Regions from separate parts of the Mus musculus genome. Here region 1 is linked to region 2. A link is a contact called in public HiChIP or PLAC-seq data. All regions are on one chromosome and are shown on one strand. Each heading gives the region's core, a stretch centred on a gene start, on an enhancer-like site or on the middle of the called end of the contact. The rest is flanking DNA. Distances are from core to core; before and after follow the strand shown.

The links. HiChIP or PLAC-seq counts read pairs in DNA pulled down with a chosen protein or histone mark.
Region 1: a contact with region 2 is called in an H3K4me3 HiChIP or PLAC-seq map of embryonic forebrain, with 18 times the contacts expected there. The contact joins the promoter of Erbb4 here to the enhancer-like site in region 2. A contact is called at or near these places in 6 of 39 promoter capture datasets (the C10 cell line, cranial neural crest, frontonasal cranial neural crest and 3 more), 1 of 484 Hi-C or Micro-C datasets (ganglionic eminence) and 5 of 115 datasets of contacts at active chromatin or transcription factors (embryonic forebrain, embryonic hindbrain, embryonic midbrain and 2 more).

What each region holds. Positions count from the first base shown.
Region 1 is chr1:69,105,906-69,110,185 of GRCm38.p6, forward strand. Erbb4 (erb-b2 receptor tyrosine kinase 4) reads right to left here and starts at 2,154. Exons shown (of 27, transcript NM_010154.2): 1 at 1,770-2,154. The coding sequence starts at 1,851.
Region 2 is chr1:67,015,068-67,019,602 of GRCm38.p6, forward strand. All of the region lies in intron 3 of Lancl1 (LanC (bacterial lantibiotic synthetase component C)-like 1), which reads right to left. It overlaps LOC115487097 (a long non-coding RNA gene), which reads right to left. Exons shown (of 2, transcript XR_003947846.1): 1 at 42-4,535. Among named protein-coding and RNA genes, the nearest start is that of Lancl1, 22 kb to the right of the region's middle. Within about 2 kb of position 2,579, at least 8 of the 459 cell types and tissues checked have an H3K27ac peak or open chromatin away from gene starts, as enhancers often do.

The DNA of each region.
Region 1 (4,280 bases), core at 904-3,403, 2.1 Mb after region 2:
GTGGCAAGTGTTTTTGAATGGGTCAATGTGCATAATCAACCCATTGAGGGGAAAGGCAAAGGGCTCCGAGTCGGGGGCTAGAAAGGGATGTATCTAGGCGGCCGCCTGGAATCTCAAGTCCTTGCTGCTGCTCTGATTCCAGAGGTGGCTGGAGCGCAGGATCTGGTATGCAGGAAGAATTTCAGAGTCACTGGGAGTATGCAAACGGCCAGCACAAATGGCGCACATGTGCCATTCGAAGGTCATTTTGAACCGCTCAGAGATTGTAACTTGTTATTTACTAGGCGAGGAGGAAGAGGCGGGAGCGGGGGCGGAGCGGGAAAACTAGCAAGCTGCAGCTTTCTCGGTGAGGTCAGAAGGACACCCTCTAGGGACCTAAAGCTCTCCCTGTCGCCACTCCTGAATGTTTTATCTTCTCAAGCTGACGCCCACGTTCCCGCCACCAGCCCCGGAAGGTTCCGGAAATCTCTCTGCCTTCTCCAAAAGCCCTCTTCTCTCCCCTCTGGGCCAGGTCAGACACACAGATTCTCCTTAGTCCTTTCGCGTCCCCTCCTCTCATCCCCGGGGTAACTCCCAAGAGTCAAGAAACTTTGAGCTCCTCTACATCGCAGCTGCTGTCATTGGCTCTGGCGGCCCCAGCACGACAGCGACACTGTTTCTCTCGGGGTCAATTAGTCCTTTTTCTGTCCAAATACCTGGGGCTTGGGCGATCCAGCCAACAGTGGCAGCGCTCAGGACGCCGCCACCCGGCCCGCCTCGGGCTAAGTCAGTGAGCGCCACCCGCGAGCTCTGCAGCCCGGCAGGGCAGTAAACAGAAGTTTAGGCCAACCCCAAGTTGCACTACTGGAAGAACTCTTCCCAGAGCCAAGTCCAGCATGGGGAGGGAAGGCCGAGCTCTGGACTCAGTATGCCAGGCTCTTTTAGAGAGAGAGAGAGAGAGAGAGAGAGAGAGAGAGAGAGAGAGAGAGAGAGAGAGAGAGAGAGAGAGAGAGAGAGAGAGAGAGAGATCATGCTGGCTGAAGAGTCGCACGCCCAACACACACACACACACACACCCTCTTTCTCGCCCCAAGTCAATCTCAAGACAGCCTAGAGATGCCAACTAAGAAGGCCCAGAGTCCCTGGCCCCCGGCCGAGGCGCGCACCCGGTGCGCTCCAGCTGCCCGGATAGGGCTGGGCGTCCGGTGTGACCCCGCAGGCTACTGGAGACTCGGGCCAGGGACCCTGCGCCAGCATGCTCAGGTGCCAAGCCCGGCTCCCCGGCCGCGCTCCGCCGCAGCCCTGCACCCCGGGGAAGGCCAGCCAGGCTCAGCTCAGGAACCTCCTGGCAGCCCGAAGAGGTGCAGCGATTCTCCGGTTTGGTTTGATTCCCCCCCCCCCCCTTCCCAGCTCGAGAAGGAGGGAACCTCCACTGACGGGCTCAGGTCTCCCACGCCCCGAACAACGGGCGCCACCAGAAGCGATCCCGCTTAGGCTCCCAGAAAACGCGCGAGAAAGAAAGAAGGGGGCTAAAGAGAGGGCGAGAGGGGGGACAATAATATAGAGGGTGGCAGGAAAGCGAAGTCATTTGTAGCATCAATTAAAAACACACGCACGCACACACAAAGGTAAGTTTGGGATGGAGCTAGGGGCGACCCAAGGCAGAAGCCCGGTCCCTAGGGTCCCTGGAGCCTAAGGGTGACAGAGGGGCGAGGGAGAAGGGAAACACCGGAGGCAGTGGCGGGTTCAACAGCTGGAGCGCGACCGGGAACCGCGAGACCGCGACCCACCTGACTGAGAAGCGCTGGGCTGGACGGTCCCCGCTGCCATCAGAAGGCTCCCCCAGACCCAGAGTCCCGTCGCCAGCTTCATTTTTGGCAAGTCTCAGATCCCGCGCTGACAATTACATGTCCAAATACCATAGCCACTTGCGAGCACGCGGAGGAGATCTCCCCCCCTCAGCCGGGAGCGCGTGGGGGGCGCAAGGGGGGCGGGCGCGGCGCGCTTGGTGCACGGGCTTCCCGGGGCCGGAGAGCCAGTCGGCGACGGCGGCGGCTTCCAGGACCCGTGGACCCGCGGACCCGGCAAGGGGCCGCGGAGGAGGGCGCGCGGGTGGGAGTGAGCGCGACTGTGCGGCTGGTGCTCCGAGCACAACGTACAGCTAGTTCCCGGAGTGATCCTCCGCTCGCTCGTTCCCTCCTCACTTTCTCGCTCGCTCGCTCGCTCTCCTCACTGGTTGGTCAACAATAAAAAGAAAGAGGGAATAAAGGCTTCCAAAAAAAGTTGATTGCAAAGAGGCGGCGGGGTTCCGGCCTCTCCCCCCAAAACCGGGCTATGTTCAGCTCTCTCTTCAGTCTCCTTGCACCTCCTGTCCAAATCTGGAGGGAAAAGGAGGGGGTGTTGCTTCTTTGCTTCTCCCCGATCCTGTCCCCCTTTTTTTCCACTGTCAGCTTTCCTCACACTTGTCCAGCCATTGCAGTAATTAAAGCTCCGAACGTCATTTCCAACGCTCCGCGGTCTCCAGCCGCAGCCCCACAGAGAAATTAATAAGAGTCAGAAGAAAGATTTTTGAAAAAGAAAAGAAAAGAAAAGAAAGAAAAAAAAGAGGGGAGTGGGGGGTGGGAATCAAACAACCCTCCACACAACCAGCCAGGCTTTCCTCCGCTGCGCAAGCCCCGCCCCTGCTCTGACCCATGTAGCCACGCCCTCCCCCTAAGGAGAAATCTTATTGGCTCAGACACTCCCCAAAATCCTCTGCCTCTAGAGTTGGAAAAACACCTGTCAGACAGTGGGAGCAGCAGGGTCATGGTAGGAGCTTGGGGAAGCAGGATCTGAGAAGCTCAGTGGAGACCACTGTCTGAAACGCTCCCCTTGGGGCTGCCCCGGCAGAGGCCCTGGACAGCTGGCCCGCTGAGTAGTCAGTCCACCAGAAGGAATGCTTGCTGAACGAATTTTTTGACACAAGAACAGGGCATTTTCTTTATTGCTCCAAGGTGTCAGTCCATACACAGAACCTTCCCTAGAAATAGAAAGTCAACGTTGCTTTGGGAATAAAATATCTTTGTCCCTCGCCATCACCCAGAATATTCCATACTTAGCATACTTAGTACTTTAGAATGGATATTGTAGGTAGCTGGTAGCCTCGCAGGTAAGATGAAATCTTCCAATAGTTTTTTTTTTCCAAATAAGCCATCTCTCCCACCTTCCCAAGATGACATTGGGCCAAACTTAAAAATCCATATTTGTGAAACCACATTCTTTGATTCTGAAATTATGCAAACTCTCTCGTCTGTGCTGTTCGGTCTGAAGGTGTTTAGGAGGTGAGATCTTAGCTGACCTTCGAGCCGTTAGGGCCACGCCATAGCAGGGCCAGCTTGAGGCCCTGCACTTGCCCTCTTTGCAGGGTGTGTGCTTCCAAGGTCATCAACCGCTGTACGACTAAGTTTCTCTAAGTCTAAAATGCCCTGGAAGGGATTACTGTAGTCTGAGAGGCCACAGGTCTAAAACTGCTCTATGCTGGGGCCAGAACCTGTAGTGAGTCAGAGGATACTCCTTTGCTATGTGTACAGCTATTCTATGAAGGCATTTTCTATGCTTGCTCTCAAAGCAGTGACTAAATATATACAAAAAAAAAAAAAGCAAGGGTGCTTTAAAACCAAACCACCCTACTTCCTCGGTCACTATTGGAGTCCTTCCCCATCTCCCACATCTTCTGACTATGATCCCATCCCTTAAGAATTCCCAGGCAGCTGAAAACAGCAGTAGCAGAAGCCTGAAGCTTGAAGCCTTTCCTTGGCCCCACAGTGTGTAACAGGCCCACTGCAGGTCAAACAAACTGCGTGTGCTTTTTATCCAGAAGCAGCCCAGGGCAGAGAAAAAATGGATCCCCAGAGCCAGAGAAGGGGCCTTGACTAGAATGGCACTGACTACAGAAGCACATGCACCGGGCTTGGGAGTTATCTCTATTTTCGTCTTTATCTCATTTCTTCCTTTCATTTAACACAATCTCGGCCCAGTTTACCTGTCTTCCATCAGCTTATGATTACTTTCAGATACGTTTTCTCCGTAAAAGCTGCTCATTTTTACATCTGCCACCACAATAACAATTTCAGTGACAAAACAAGCTACTTCTAGGGGACTGGAGGGAGTTTCAGCTCCTACATTTTGTTGGAGTCCAGTTTCTGGTGACAGTTATTTTTGAAAAGGGAAGAAATTATAATAGCTAAATTATAACTCCTGTTATGAGAAAAAGATTGGATGTGTAAATATCTCGTGTTGTTTTCTAGATGTGCCTATTATGA
Region 2 (4,535 bases), core at 1,329-3,828:
TAGAAGTGCGTTTAGACACCAAGAACTCTCTGCAGGCTCACCTGGATTTACCAGACAGCAGAGAGCAGCAGTGAGAGTTCTGTCGTCCACGCAGGCCATTCGTACTCACTGTTCTCGTTCATCTCTCCACCCGTGTGGAAGTTAGAGACCTCTAGCCTCCATTTGAAAAGTATAAGTCCTATCCATTCTGAAAGTGTCTTGAATGTCTTGAAATGAATCTACTTCTGGAAGCTAAAGATCCCCAGAGGCAAGGTTAGGAAATCTAAAGGAAATCGATTTCTTTGGATTCTGGTTTCTTTCTTTCTTTCTTTCTTTGTTTCTTTCTTTCTTTGTTTCTTTCTTTCTTTCTTTTTTTTTTTTTTTTTGCTTTTCAAGACAGAGTTTCTCTGCGTAGCCCTGGCTGTCCTGGAACTCACTTTGTAGACCAGGCTGGCCTCGAACTCTGAAATCTGCCTGACTCTGCCTCCCGAGTGCTGGTATTAAAGGCGTGTGCCACCATGCCTGGCTGGTTTCTTTATTATTAATAAAAACATTGTTATTATTTTTTAATATTTAAGGCAAAGATCCACCAATGGACCCAGGAGCTCCAGCTAAGAGTGAGATGGCCAAGTTGAGATCACCTGGCTGGAGCAATGTGGTCCGTCCAGTTGCCAGTGGTAGTGCGGAAAGCCTGCCGGTTCTTTTTTTAAATATTTTCTGCAACAGATGGGGCCAAGGCACAAACCCATGCTCTACTGACTGAGCTAGCCAGACTCAAAGAAACAACTGAGCATCTTACCTCCAGGTGAGGCTGTACATTTATGGCTAGGTCGCCACTGGGCAAAAAATTGCCAATCTCTCCTGCAGACCTGTACTGTTCTTGAAAGGAGACAATTTACGGGTTAGAGCAGCTTAGTTTTGCCGAGACAGAGTAGGCTAGTCTTTAATATTCCTTTATCTCTAAGGTCTGTCAGATGATCCTGGGCCAGAAGGCTGAAGACAGACAGATGCTCCAACTTCCTGACTTACTGGGGCTGTATAGGTGGGCAGCTGGCTCTGCAATTTGTCTCAGTTCTGGAAGCTGCGCTAGGCTTCCTATATCTTCAGATATGTTGGTCCTTCTCAGATTTCTGACGGGGTTGAAAAACTACTTACAGTCTCATAGCCAACCCAGGCTATTTACTTTGAGAGAACAGATTTGAGAGCATAGTTTTCAGATGGCATTCAATCTGAAATCAAGACAGAAGTCAGGTGCAGAATTATAGTCTTTTAAGTTAGAATAGAGGACAGGGTTTTATTTTATTGACAAAAATGTTGGACTGGGTGTTAGGTCTATCTTATACCTTATACGTTACAACATGGTAATAGCTGTGCTCAATTTATATTTTGAGAGAAAAGTTTTTTTTTTTTAATTTAATTAAACAGAAAGGATGATTAGTCAAAGGATTTCCCTGTCCAAGTACATTAGTGAGGAGGAGGCCTGTGATTGGACAGGGAAAAGGGAGGCGGAGCTAAGTGTTGCAGAGACAGCTTCTGAAGAGGGGGAGAATGGAGGCAGACATGAATCAGTGTGGCTTGAACCACCCACAGGTAGATATGGTATCATAAGGTTAGAATAATTGGGATAAAACTTTTATCATTATCAACTGTGTACTGGCTAGTTTTGTGTCAACTTGACACAGCTGGTGTTATCATAGAAAAAGGAGCTTCAGTTGAGGAAATGCCTCCATGAGATCCAGCTGTAAGGCATTTTCTCAATTAGTGATCAAGGGGGAAAGGCCCCTTGTGGGTGGGACCATCTCTGGGCTGGTAGTCTTGGTTCTATAAGAGAGCAGGCTGAGCAAGTCAGGGGAGGCAAGCCAGTAATGAACATTCCTCCATGGCCTCTGCATCAGCTCCTGCTCCCTGACCTGCTTGAGTTCCAGTCCTGACTTCCTTGGTGATGAACAGCAGTATGGAAGTATAAGCTGAATAAACCCTTTCCTCCCCAACTTGCTTCTTGGTCATGATGTTTGTGCAGGAATAGAAACCCTGACTATGACAAACTGGCTCTGAAATTATTGTATTGGCATCCTGTAAATAGAAAATTTATTGGTACATAAATCCGATTGGTTTGTTTTAAGTTTTAAGAGTTCTGATTCTACTAGGTAAATGGATGTTGTGATGGCTGACCATGGAGTGGATGGACACTGTGTGGGCCTGGCGGCAAAGATCTGCCAAGGAACCCAGGAGCTCCGGCCAATAGAGAGACGGCCCAGTTGAGATCACCCAGCTGGAGCCATGTGGTCCGCTGGTCGCTGGTGGTAGCACAGGAAGCCCGTCGGTTCCTTTTTTTTTTTTTTTTTTTAACATTTCCCACAACATGTTTGCTCTTTCAAACTCAAAATTCTGATTTTGAGAGTCTATTCCACCAAAAAACAAAACAAAAAAAAAAACAAAAAAAACAAAAAAAAAACAAAAAACGCTGGAAAGGAAAATGGGTGGTGTGGCCCCGGGACACAACAAAGACACTGCTGAAGGAAATGAGTGTGAGCCAACAGGGCGATGGCTCATTAAGCAGCAGAGTAAGCAAGCACACTCACTCAATCTGATGGTATAAAGTGAAACTAAAGGAATTTTTGCCACAAAGGAGGAGGAGATGCAGAAGGTTAAGCAAACACTGCAGTTCCCAACAGAGCCCATGAAACAAAGAAGCTAGGCAGTCAAAACTGGGACCCAAAGTCCCTTTCACACGCATATTCACATACACGTGACTAGAAGCATAACCCCCCCACAAACACACACACCTCTTTTGTTTTGAGACAATCTTACTCTATAGACCAGCCTGGCCTAGAGCTTACTACATGGCCCAGATTGGCCTTGAATCTATAGAAATCCTCCTCCCTCAACTTTCCAAGTGTTAGAATCATGGATGGGAGTCATGCCTGATCTCACCTTCTATATTTTAACTGTACATAACAAGCTTGCTGGCCATAAATAAAATATTCTTGAAGTGTCATAAAAATATTTAAAAATATGTACATCACAAAAGGTATTTATAACCAAGGTATCAAATACACAATAACTAAGTCTTAGCTTACTCTTCGGAGTATTTTAATTTTAATAAAGCAATCATGGCCTCTGTTACCATTTCCCGGAGTGTTTCTTAGGACAGGTCCTTGGATAAGAGGAGAAGGCTGACATGACTAGAAAGAGAACATGGCTCTGGCCTAGGATGTAGGATTCCTTCACACATGCTCCTGAGACTATGTGCAAACAGGGAGAGGCATGCATGGAAATTTGTGTAACCAGTATCGAGCACAAACTCCAATCTGTTTCAACACCTTATTTCCACCAAATACCATTAAAATTCTTAACAAAGCAGGTTACTACCTGGCCATTGTATTTCAGGGAAGATGACCTTGTGTGTGACATACTGGAACCACTATGTATCTGATAGGAATTCAGAGTGAGACTGAAGAATACCGCCTTAGAGAGCTCAGATGCCAACTGGCTTTAACACATAAGAAAGGTAGGTTCTATGTTTCAGGCTTAAGTAAGCATCCAACAGTTCTGCACTGGCCAATCATGTATCAGCAAACTGCAATGGAAGAAACTTACTTTGCATAGACTTTTAGAGAAATAATTGCTTTGTATCCTCTACCATTCTGAACAAGCTTGGTGACAGTTCTTTAAAATTCATATTTTAATTGTATTTTTTGTACACCCATGAGTTTAATGAAGGTTCAAGAACATGGGCTTGGTTGTCACAAATGCATGGGAATCTTATCAGCTGCTGTCCCCCACCCTCTGCAGCCATTGACCACTGAGAAGATGATCAGGGCTGCTGCAGCCTGTTACTCCTTCCCTCTCCATGAAAGGATGCTGGCAAGACTGATGTGCAGGGCTCTCGTAGGTAATCACAGCTGCTAAGAGTTCAAGGGAGCAATGGCTATGCCACACCCACAGGGTAGGATGCCACACCCACAGGGTAGGATTCCAGCGGTTCCCTAACCTCTCCTTTCTAGTTCTCTTGATATTGTCTGAGACTGGAGGGGTGACATGAAGCCTTCTCAGGGCTAAATGCTTAACAGGAACTTATTTTCAATGCTTAGATCAGTTTTAAGCCTGTATAGTAGCTGCCATCCAGTGCAGAAAGCAGCTTTTCTGACAAAAACTGACAATAGCACTGACCTGTGGGCATCAACATAAATAATTGGGTGTAATCTGACAGGTGCATCGTGTCCTTTTAGCAAGACAACAGCAGTAGCTTCCCCAGCAGGGCATATGACCTCTTCTGCCATGGGCTTCTGACCAGGCTTACAGTACCAGACATAAAATTCCTCCTGATGAGTGGTCTCAAATCAGTAAGGAAACAGTTGGTTACCCTATTAGTCCTGCCTGTACTGCACCAGTGGGCATATCCTGCTCCGAGGTCAGTAGTACAAACTACAGGGTTCATAGCTGCGTAATGTCACCCCCTCCTAGCAGCATCTTCCAGCACTATGAGGACTAGCCAGAATGCAGAAAGCTTGTGTAGCTTTATATTAAGTCATTCTTGACCAAAGTTTCTTTTT